2 separate regions of the Mus musculus genome follow, and region 2 is linked to region 1. Evidence: chromatin contacts called from public HiCAR-type data. All regions are on one chromosome and are shown on one strand. Each heading gives the region's core, a stretch centred on a gene start, on an enhancer-like site or on the middle of the called end of the contact. The rest is flanking DNA. Distances are from core to core; before and after follow the strand shown. Region 1 overlaps Snd1 (staphylococcal nuclease and tudor domain containing 1). Region 2 has its middle 3.5 kb from the start of Gm25589.

Region 1 (5,755 bases), core at 2,362-4,861:
CCTTTAAAGTTCTCTATCAAAAAGACAGAGCAAAGGAAAGGGGTAAAGGCAAGAATTACTGGGCAATAAGAAAATGAGGGTGGAGAGTTAGTCAGAGGAAGCTTAAGCAGGGCGCTGACATAATGTGCTTGTGGCAGGCTTCACACAAGTTACATCTTCTTAGAGATTCAAGAAACGGTCATCTGAAGACAGCTGAGGAGATCTAAGTGTGAGCCATGAGTGTGCCTCATGGTTCAAGACAAGATAAAGGACACTAGGCCCCAGAACAGAAGGCAGCAACAGAGGCGATAGGAAAGGCAGCTCATTTCCCAACTGCTCCTCACACAGTACTTCTTGAAGGGATGTGAGTAACATTACCCTGCTCTTTAGATGGAGGATTTCCACTGTAACAAGTGAAACGACATAAATTAGTAAATTAATACAGCGATCTAGGTAGAACATGATACTAGATTACAAAAGGGCGGTAGCAGTATCAAAGGCAGATACCAAACACAACAGGAAATGTCAAAGAAAGGAAAGAATCAAGGATGAATTGGAATTGAGCAAAGAATGAGCAGAGATCGTCAAAGAAAAGGGAAACCATAACTGCTTTGACTATGGAGAGAGGGCACAAGCAGAAGCTGAGCTTGAAAGCTTCAGCTGCTAAGATCTACATAAAGCTGACCAGGCAGCTGGACACACAGATAGGGAACTGGGCTGTGTATAAACTGGCTTACTAGTTAGTGTGAAAGCCACTGTGTGAGGTGATACCTGGGTTCACAGTCCGGGCCATGGTTATCTGTCTGGGATGACGAGTACTGAATGTGCAGTGCATAAGGAGAGAGAAGGAGCAGCCGTGAGCAGAGCAGAGGACACTAGAAGACTAGCTGAGCAGAAGGGTGATCGTCTGTATTAAGTACTGCAGTTAGCCAAGCAAGACAGGCCTGAAGGGCCAAACTCTCTCTCCAGCTAAGCATGGTCTAGGCAGCTATGCCCAATCTAAGAATAAGTATACAAGACACTAGGAAGAAAGCAAAAACATGAGTGAAGGGAAAACAGGCGTAAAGGATTCCTTCGAAAGGTGCTGAAAACCAGTCAAAAATAAGGTCACAGCTGCCAGGCGAATAGGGTTTCAGGAGTTTAGGTTTTAATTTCAGATGAGAGAAATGACAGACATAGTCAAGCAGTGACCAGATGAGTGACATCAGAAGAGAGGAAGTAACTACCCTTATATACCAATAGAACAATGGCTTTACACAGAGCACCCTATTACTGCTCAACATCTGTTAGATGCAGGGTTTTGTCAGGAGGAGGAACACAAGGTGTGGTGGAACTCATGCATGGCAAGAAACTGACAAATTAAAACAAACAAACAAAAAGGTGAAAGAACAGGCAGACTCTGTGTAGATACTTCACTAGTAACTCAGAATGGTAAGTTTAAGAAAAAAGAATAATATTACTAACAGTAACATTACAACAATCACTCTGACAAAAATACTTAAGACTTAAGAATGTGGGGAAATTGGAATGTCCTTTACCTACTGTTAGGAATATGAAACGTTACTCTCACACAGTGCTGAGCACTGATATTTGCTTGACACATTCCTCTAATTAATGAATGCTACTTACAGGTAAGTATGGACTCGCGGACCTAGAAAATTCTTACATAAGGTAGACAAGTATTACAGTGTCCATATTAACACTGTGTACAGTGTAGTTGTATAATGGAATACAGAACAATTAACTTGAATTAGGACAACATAACCATGGAATAAATTTGAAAATAATATTGAACAGAAGAAGAAAGTTCCAGAAAGACATAGTACAACTCTACAATATAGAATAAACAAAAAGAATATTATCTATTCATAGACACATGTCAGCCACAAAGCAAAACAACAAAAAAAACCAATCTCTCTCTCTCTCTCTCTCTCTCTCTCTCTCTCTCTCTCTCTCTCTCTCTCACACACACACACACACACACACACACACACACACATATGACCCATGGCTAATGGTTACCGATGCAGGAGAGAGGAAGATAAGGGCAGTAGACAAACAGGGTTAATGATGACTCCCAGGTCCAGGCACCTCCAAACACAAATGTAATATATGATATTAAGAAGCAAATGTGGGATAATGTTCAGGCTGGAAACAGAAGGCAGGTGCTGATTACCACTAAACCTAGTTGATCGCCTTCAGCCATTCCTCACCACGTCTTGTCCTTTTATTCCTGTGTGCATCAGACTAACTGGCTGTTATTCCCCTCACAGAGCATATATTATATTCTTCCCTATCACAAAGGGAGAAAAGACAGCCCAGCAAAGATGTGGCTTTCCATGATGCAGAGGGATTATTTAACTACAAAATGTGCTATGAGATAAACAGGGTCAATAAGAAGTTTGACTTTTGTCTTAAAAATGAAACAAACTATAATATATTAATTAATGTAGCCAAGCAGAATTATACTCTGTGATGATCTTAAAACTGACTGCTGAATTAAAATAAGAACAGACATGCTCAGACTTAAATGTATAAAATTTCAAACAGTAAATAATGGACCAGTCCCAGTAGCTCTGCCTTACATGGCATTTTAATAAACAAAGGCTGCAATTTCCATTTGAATTATAGACTTAAAATAGGAACAGTATCACATGCCCTCCGCATATTTACAATCAAGGACCTTTCAATTCCCTTGGCAGCCAGGAGACAGGATCCAAAAGGATATCCACTAGTTTGTAGTCCTGAACACACAGAGCAGCACATTTCTATTTATTTATTAAAAGTGTCTGCTAAGCACAAAGCTTAGCACAGCACAGGGGAAGCTTCACCTTGTAGCCATCTTGGCCAAATGGGCAATACCTAAGTATTTCTGCAGGAGTGTGCACAAACTGCGCATTCTCAAACCACGCCCAGGAGTAGTTGCTGTGGCGGTAGGGAGAGGTGTCAGCTTTATTTCTTAACTAGCTCTATGTATATTTCCCATTTAAAACACACCTTAAGAATAAACAAGTCTACTAGAAAGGCACAGACAGATATGGGTAAGTACTAAATTACAATCTAATACTGCTCTTACATATTCCGGGGAGAAACAGAAAAAAGGTTCACAAGCCACAACTGAAAATGTTGGGGAGAAGTAAAGAAAGAACACAGATGTGCTTAGTCTAGAAGTCAATGCCACAAAAGACAAAAGTAAGCAGAAAGTTTAGAAAGGCAGGAAAGCCATAGTGAGGTGCCTGACTGACGATAAGATGTTTCAGTATAAATAAACAAGTAGGTTAAATAAGCCCCGGGGAATGCATTCCTCTGTGACCTTCTGGACAGTGACAGCTGGTAACACTCGAGTACGAGGGGAAGACACAGTATCCAAACATCCCTCAAATGCAACTAGTCTAAGGCTGGAAGTAGAACCTGAGCACATGATAGGGCAAGCCAACTTGACCACACCATAGCAGAGAGGAGCAAGCAGCCCTCCACTAACCATGGTGACAGGAAAAAGGCAAGGGAGGTGGCAATTCTACAAAAGGTCCCAGTTACAAATGTCTGCTGGCAAGCTGCCAGGAGAACAGCGTCATAGAACCAAGAGTGAGTGAAGTCCAGCAACTGAAGGCAGCCTCGTGTCCTTGAAGGGAATGACCCGTTATCTCCGGTGCACAGCACATGATTATTATAGTCCACAGGAACTGGCACATCCCAAAATTAAAGGACCATTTTCAAGACTATCATGTAAGAAAAAAAAATCTCTCTCAAGAGACTGCTCTTCTACTCAATTACATAAGCCAACTAAGAGCCTTTTCAGAAGTGCCTGCTATTTATTGCTCAGATGCAGTGAGAAAGGGGAGAAAGAACAGAGTGAAAAGTGGGGAGGGGAGAAAATAATGGGAGCCTGACAAGTCCCCACCCCGACCCTGGCAAGACTTTATGAATAAACAGTGTGAAGGCTCTAAGGCCCTAACCACTATTCAAGCAGCAAAGCACATGGGGTCCCTCACCTCACTGAAAAAGCTCCTGCAGGAATTGGAAGAGTAGAAGAAAAGAACAGCGCTGTGCCTTGCAGACCGAAATGCCACAGGAAGCCAAGAATTCCAAGTAAGAAAGTGCAGCCAACAGAAAGGTGGATCCCAGACTCACTGAAGGAAACTTCAAAAGAAGACAGTCCCGGAGACTTGCCCCATCTGTCCTTTCTGCACAGGTGTGGCTTCCCACACAAAACTGGGCGAAAACCTTCCCCCCCCCCACCCCCCGACACACACACACACACACACACACACACACACACACACACACACACACACAAAACCCTGCTCTGATGAGAAACAATGGCGGCGGCAGCTTCCCCAGAGGAGTAGAGAGGATTCAGGGTAACTAGACAGAAAGGAACAGCATACTCAAAGAGAACAAGGTTCAAGGTTAGTAATCCAGAAGCCAAAGGTGAAATGAGGCACCTTAATCCACAGGTAATATTCTTTAAACATCTCCTGGCACCAGATGATCTGGGTAAGCAGACTGTTTGCTACCAATCAAATAATGGAAGTCTGGCTCCTGACAGTGAGCATGGTAGGAGCTACTACTAGTCTACATGGTGATTGGCCTCAGTTTTTGCCTTTAAATGGTTTTTCAGAGAAAACAAGGCAAAACCCACGTAGCAGTTGAAATTAATTGAACTCTTGAGTTCATGCTCAGAGAGCAGGCTGGAAAATACAAATTCCACGAGAAAATAAAATCTACTTAACTGAGTTAAGTTTTATACCATCTTGTGTTAACAAGAGAGCTAATGTCAAGAGACAGAAGAGATAAAGTAACATTACAGCATTAATCACTTTCTACATTACTATAATTTAATTACTTCATATAGGTCTTATCTTACGAGCCACACCTCACGTGGGAAGATTAGTGTGAAGGAGAAAAATGCTTTTCTAAAGTGTCCAGCAAGGGAATGTTAGAAAGTGCCAAGGGAAGCCAGGCGTGGTGGCGCATGCCTTTAATCTCAGCACTGGGATGGGGGGGGGGGGGGGGTCAGAGGCAGGCGGATTTCTGAGTTCAAGGCCAGCCTGGTCTACAGAGTGAGTTCCAGGACAGCCAGGGCTACACAGAGAAACCCTGTCTCAAAAAACAAAAAACAAACAAACAAAAAAGTGCCAAGGGTGAACAGTCAGAAGAGAAAACAGGAAAGATTTCTGAAAAATCAAAATGTACTTATTGTGATTATGGGCATAAGTGAAATGGGTACATCTCCACGTGGGTTACAAAGAAGAGTTCTCACCCAGCTCTAGAACACAGTTAGCAGATCCACTGAAGAAGGCCTCTCTCACAGTATATTAGCTGACTAAGAACTACTGGCAATTTAATGATCCTACCAGAGCACCTAGGCTTGAAATAACAATGCACAATTGTGAGAAATAAAATCCAAGCAATCAATATGTTCTTCTCTAATTTAGCCTTTTTTCTAATGACAGAATGTTGCTATGAAGTCTAAATTGACCCTGCACTTGCCATCCTCCTGCCTCTGCACCCTAAGATCTGGGAATAGAGACAGGCACATGTCACCATGGCCTCTTGGCTAAATCTTTAAGGCAATCTTCTGTCTCTTTACAAGTTTAACACAATGAACTCTTATTACTTATCATGAGGGGAGGTGGGGGGGGGCGCAGAGACAAACTGTAAAGAGCCAGGAGCTACAAGGAATCAGAAATCCTTACAGTTCAAGGAAAGATGAACTAACTGATGAGCTAGAGATACCTCAGCTATTACTAAAAACAGACCATTAACTAACAAT
Region 2 (5,755 bases), core at 1,122-3,621, 500 kb before region 1:
AGCATCGAGGTTCTGGGGAACAATGGAGGCTTGGGTTCTTGCAAAGGTGGGATTAACTACCAAGAGAATGAACAACTCACCAAATCAGCCAGAGGAGAAACTGTAATGGCCAGTGCCCCTGGAAGCACGTCTGGCCTTTCTCGGGACAGCAGTTGAGAGATGATGTCCCCATGCCAGCTGCACCCCCAGGATGGCACTTCTGATTCTGAACCCACCAATGGGAAGGCAACTCCTAATTAACTCTGAACCATTTCCCATGTCCTCTCCTGACCAGTAGCCCACATCCACTCAACAAATGGAGTGACTGCTAAACACAGTAGTAACCAAACATTTATCGTTATCTGACTGTGTTAAGCCATGGGTGAACTGTACCTGCCTGCAGGTTCCCTGCTCAAGAGGGGCAAACTACAAAAGCATTCTGTAAACATTGAGCAATTATTCAGAATTCCAATGAAAAACATTGTATATTATTCCTTGTAAATTATATGCATCATACTTTCTAAAAGCTAAAATTTTATGAAAATGTGTTTAAAATTATAATAAATGTATTGCATACATTTTAATCCCAGAGATTCACTTTTTAAACATGGAAACACCAGTGCCATGAAACCATTTTATAGGCGAGGCTGGCCGAGAACACATGATTCTCTCCTGCACCAGCCTTCCAAATGCTGGGATTTTAGGCACATGCCACCACACTGGCCTTTTGATTTCTGCGCACACTGGATCTGGCTTTGGACAGCCTACTGCTTTGGAGTCTCACACTTCCATTTTTCAGTTACCCACGGTGTTCTGTCTAACCCTCCAGGACCAGCCTTCCCTCTGGATTCCTTTGGGGTGTGGCTCAGGGTAGCAGTGCTCTGGTTTTCCAGAAGTCCTGGGCTTCCGTCTGCAGCTCCTCAAAGGGGAAAAGGTGCTTTGTTCGGCTGAATTATTTGCCAGCTGTGGATTTCAGGATCAGACCCTGGCTTTCTGAGGTTAGCTCTTAACATGTGCATGGTCTTTAGAGGAGATGGTTGACCCTGCCTGGTAAAAACTATGGACACTGAACCCTTTTTCCTATAGGTTCCTCATAATACACTGAATGTTTCAGGAAGTTTACGGGAGGTGCCTTCATGTCAAAAGAAACTTACAGTCAGGAGGGTTTGGAACCCCCTCTCAAATCACACCCAGGGGCAGAACCTTGTAGGTGGGGTTTAGTGTAGTCTGGCATGAAAGGAACTGCCCAAGGATAAGAACCCGTGACATATGCAGAGCTGGACAATACTTCCATTATACAAAACCTGGCTGAATAGGGCTTCCTGGCTTAGAGCCCCTCATCTTTCCAATCTCTAGAGCACCTTGTACTGGGTGGGGGGTTGGGGGGGAAGCTGCCACTGCCTGTGCTAGAGCACAGTGAGAAGAGGGTGGAGCTGCACCTCCCACATGGACTAGAGCAGGCCCACTATCTCTGGAAGCTTCTTAAGGAACCTGAAACACATTCTTACTAGGTACTAAAGGTTTGGAGGTTAAAGTGGTTTCTCTTTCAAACTAGGTAGTAAGAAAAGGAAAGGCACTTCCTGGGTTTTGTTTGTTTGTTTGGTTTGTTTTGAGACCAGATCTGTCACACCCTAGGTTGGCATTGAACTAGCTACAAGACTAAGAATGACCTTGAACTTCTGACCCTCCCATATGGGATCATATGCATTCTCCAGCACACCTGGCTTATTTGGTGCTGGGGATGGAGCCCAGGGCCTCCTGCATGCTAAGCAAACATTACCATCTGTGCTACAACCCTTAGCCCCAGGAGGAACATTTTCAATGTCATGCGCTTTGGATGGCAAAGCCTTTGAAACCTTCCCTTATGTAATTAATTTACATTTTTTATTATATTTCTCAACTTGAAAATTAAGCCCTTTGCTTGGCCAGCTTCTTCCCTCCCCTTTATGTCAAAAGAAACCACTTACAGCTATTTGTTTTTAATCTTTTGCCTCTTTCTCGTGTGTGTGTGTGTGTGTGTGTGTGTGTGTGTGTGTGTGTGCATATGCATGAGCATATAAGAAGTGCCTGAGCCCAGAATACATTTGTGTAAAGATTTTCTTCATGGTGGCTGGGCTCTGTATCTTGGCACACTACAGAGTTGCTCATATTTAGCCGGGGTGGATCAGTTCCACTCGCTTTTATAACTCTCTTTCCCAGAATCCAGACTCCAAAGACATCTCCATTCCCCTGGAGGTCCGATAATGGCGGTTGTCCATAGTGATGAAAATCTCCAGGGAGAGCCATGGCAATTCGACAAGAGCTATTAAAGGGACATTAGGCTTGAAGTACCAGCATGGGGAATCACATACCTTTGAACCCTAGGACAGCTGCCAACACTGACCAATTGGGAGTCTGGCTCTCTAGCCCTGCAGCTGTGTGTGGGTGCTGCTGGCTTCCAGCCACTGGAGTAAGTCCCATGGAAGGAGACGGGCTCTTGGAAGAACTGTTTGCTTCTGCTTTCTCACTTCTCACCAGAGGACAGCCAGTGCAAACAGCAGTCACTACCAACAGTAGCAGTTAGCCTGCTTACTGTGACTGTGCTAGGATTACCTCACTGAGTAAAATGCCCACCAACATCCTCATGCCCAGATGCCAAGAGAAGAATACAGAGAGCAATGTCTGGAAAGGGAAGCAGGCCTTCCCCTCCTCCCTTCTGCAGACCTGGGCAGAAACTCGCTGCAGCCCTGCCCAGGTACCTCATACATCTTCCCACTCTCTGGGGAATTAACTAATTAGCAGAGGTTAAGGACCCTCTACAGAGCCCTTGTGGTCTCTTCTTTCTCCCTGCAAAGAGCTTTCTGTCTTTGTCCGACTTGGGAGTATACTTGGATACAGCAGACACTTAAAAGTAATGCAGTGCTAATAGGTCTCCATGGGAGGCCCCAGAACAGGGTTCTGGGCATCTAGACATTTCAAATGGAGCATACACAGGTTGGAGTGTTGCATCTCAGATCAGGACAGGGCCCATGTGTGTTCCCAGGAACCTGCTACAGAACAACTTGAATTTTGAGCCTCTTGGTGATACTGGGTGTTAACTAGGATCTGTGTCCTTTCGGGGGTTGGGGGTGGGGGCTTGAGCAGATGGAGCAGCCCAGGACAGTAACAACAAGGAGAAAGATGAAGATCAGTTTCTCAAAGTGATCCTGGCCTCTCCAGGACAAGGAAAGAGTGAGTTATACAATGCTGGCTGGTCCTGCACGTCCTGGGACTGATACCACCTCTGTCTACCACTGTAAACCCCCCCCCCCCACACACACACACAGGAAGCCGTGGCGGAGTTACAGGTAAAGGCCAAGAGTCAGGGTGCTGGACTCCCCTCTGGGCCCCCAGTCTTTTTGTATATGAACTGGAGAGCGAGAAAGCCCAGACTGTTGTTGTTAGCAAGCTCCTGATAAAATGGCTGGTGTAAAGTCTTGGAGGCTTGGAAGAATGGTCTCTGTTGCTCTTTGCTCCCAGTGCTCTGAGTGCATTCACAGGAAAGGGGAAAGAATAACCAGCCGGGGAGATGCCTACCTTAAGGGCTATTGACCGATAGCTCTCGGGGAGGCTCCCCCGCCCCAGTCATGTCACTGCAGGGACAGTGGATCATGCTCTCTTCATGTGTGACCTGCATAAGGCAATGTCTGTGGTGTAATATGAGCAAGTTTGGTGAGGGGTCTCAGTAACACCATCACCATGCTCCCTGTATCCCACCCAGCAAGAACTTCCTTGTTCAACCATACCAGACCCTCGAATGGCATATGAGGTGGTGCTGCCTGCCTGCCTGCCTGCCTGCCAATGGAGCAGCCTTCTTTGCCAGAGCAGAAGATGCCATTAACCACTGTCTTATACTGGGCTCATGCTGAGTTTGTGGACGTGGTTTCAGGGCATCTTTCATCCTCACTACAAAGTCCAGAAATGGATGCTACAAGCAAATACACTGATCAGAAAAGTCAGGCTCAAGGCGAATTTGCCTGAATCCACTTGAGGAATGTGAGGCGACTGCTCCTAGCAACTCACCTCCACAAGGGCCGTGGAGAAGCAGCTCCCATGAACCCTCAGAGGAGGTGGGGCCAAACCTAGAGGTGGAGGCCACAGCTTCCGGTGGGGAGGGACTGTACCTCCAGCTCCAGCTTCTTGGGCGGAAAAAAAGGTGGTCATGAGCTTCCCGAACTCCCCCAGGTTCTCACTGGGAAAACCTGGCTTAGAGGGAAAGCAGAGAAAGAAATGGCCTCCACACCATTTTATTTTGTTTTGTTTTGTTTTATTTTGTTTTTTGTTTTATTTTATTTTATTTTCAGTCGAAGGGGTTTGGTTGAGGCTGTCAGGGATTTAAAATAGAGGCACCCCAAAATAGAACTTGTTTTGGGAAAATTTAAAATAAATATTTATCGATTTAAACACTGAGTTTTAAAGGGCAAATTATATTGGATAATGAAGGAGTTATTTTATGAAGATAGTGAGAAACACGGATACTTTTAAATAAGACTTGGTTCAAATGGGCCAGAAAGATGGCTTAGTAGGCAGTGGTACTTGCTGGCAAGTCTGATAACCTGGGTTTGATCTCCTAACTCCATAGATTGGAAGGAGAGAACCAAGTCCCGCTCACTGCCTGGCCTCCATATGCAGACCATGCTGTGAGCATGCCCCTGACACATGCACACTAAATAAATCAAAGTAAAAAAGAAAAAAAAAAACTAGCCTAAGCTGTAACTTTATAAGATCCAAGGATAGCATTAATTTGGCCATTAATAGCATTAATAGGGTCCTAGGAACCAAACTCAGATCCTCTGCAGGAGCAATACAAACTTTTAACCACCGAGCCATCTCTCCAACCTCAGAGGGCAACTTTTGTGGAGCTAGTTCCCCTAATTTTTTAAAAAATATGTATTTATCTTATTTATGTCAGTACACTGTAACTGTCTTCAGACACACCAGAAGAGGGGTTCTGATTCTACTACAGATGGTTGGTTGTAAGTCACCCTGTGGTTGCTGGGAACTGAAACTCGGGACCCCTGGAAGAGCAGTCAGTGCTCTTAACTGCTGAGCCATCTCTCCAGCCCCCAGTCCCCCTAGTTTTAGGTGGGCCCAGGGCACTGAACTCATGTGGCCAGGCTTGTGCTGAAACTCTTGATTTGTGGGCCATTTTCAGGCCCAACAGTTCTTTTCTTTTTTTTTAAAGATGACCATTCTAGACTTGACCAAGATAAGAACCAAGAGTAACCTGTTTTTCAAAAGATGTAGGGCAGTCCAAACAGTCCCAAATCATCCTAAACATGTTTATATTCACATATGTACATATTTAAATTATTCATGCCAACAATAATAATTGTACCACACATAAAGTTACAAATGTAAAAGCCTTGTCTCTGTGGACAGATTCAGTTAGTTCCCCCTTGCTGTTTTAGATTAAAAATGGCATGTGTAATCAATCCCATGGTAACAGCGAGCTGGAACCAGAGTGAATTTCTTAGCAAAAGTGAAGTAGAAAACTTCCTTTTATATCTGAGATGCAACACAAACTCTCAGGAAGGGGGGAAAGTCAGAAGTTAAGACTTATTCTGTACTTAGGGCAATGCTTTTCCTGTTTTTATTAATTTTTTTTTTTTTTTTTTTTTTTTTGCGACAGGGTCTCACTATGTAGCCTTGACTGGCCTGTAACTTGCTATGTAGGCCAGAACTCACAGGGATCTGCCTGCCTCTGCCCCTGAGGACTGGAATTAAAGTTGTATGTTTTATATCAGGACTCTGCATG

Evidence for each region. HiCAR-type assays count read pairs that join an accessible place to other places.
Region 2: a contact with region 1 is called in a HiCAR-type map of astrocytes, with 2.2 times the contacts expected there. The contact joins two enhancer-like sites. A contact is called at or near these places in 1 of 115 datasets of contacts at active chromatin or transcription factors (astrocytes) and 1 of 9 other capture datasets (embryonic stem cells).

What each region holds. Positions count from the first base shown.
Region 1 is chr6:28,616,642-28,622,396 of GRCm38.p6, reverse strand. All of the region lies in intron 10 of Snd1 (staphylococcal nuclease and tudor domain containing 1), which reads right to left. Among named protein-coding and RNA genes, the nearest start is that of Snd1, 140 kb to the right of the region's middle. Within about 2 kb of position 3,611, at least 41 of the 459 cell types and tissues checked have an H3K27ac peak or open chromatin away from gene starts, as enhancers often do. A contact at or near this core is called in astrocytes, where this site is marked.
Region 2 is chr6:29,114,272-29,120,026 of GRCm38.p6, reverse strand. No RefSeq gene overlaps it. Among named protein-coding and RNA genes, the nearest start is that of Gm25589, 3.5 kb to the right of the region's middle. Within about 2 kb of position 2,371, at least 71 of the 459 cell types and tissues checked have an H3K27ac peak or open chromatin away from gene starts, as enhancers often do. A contact at or near this core is called in astrocytes, where this site is marked.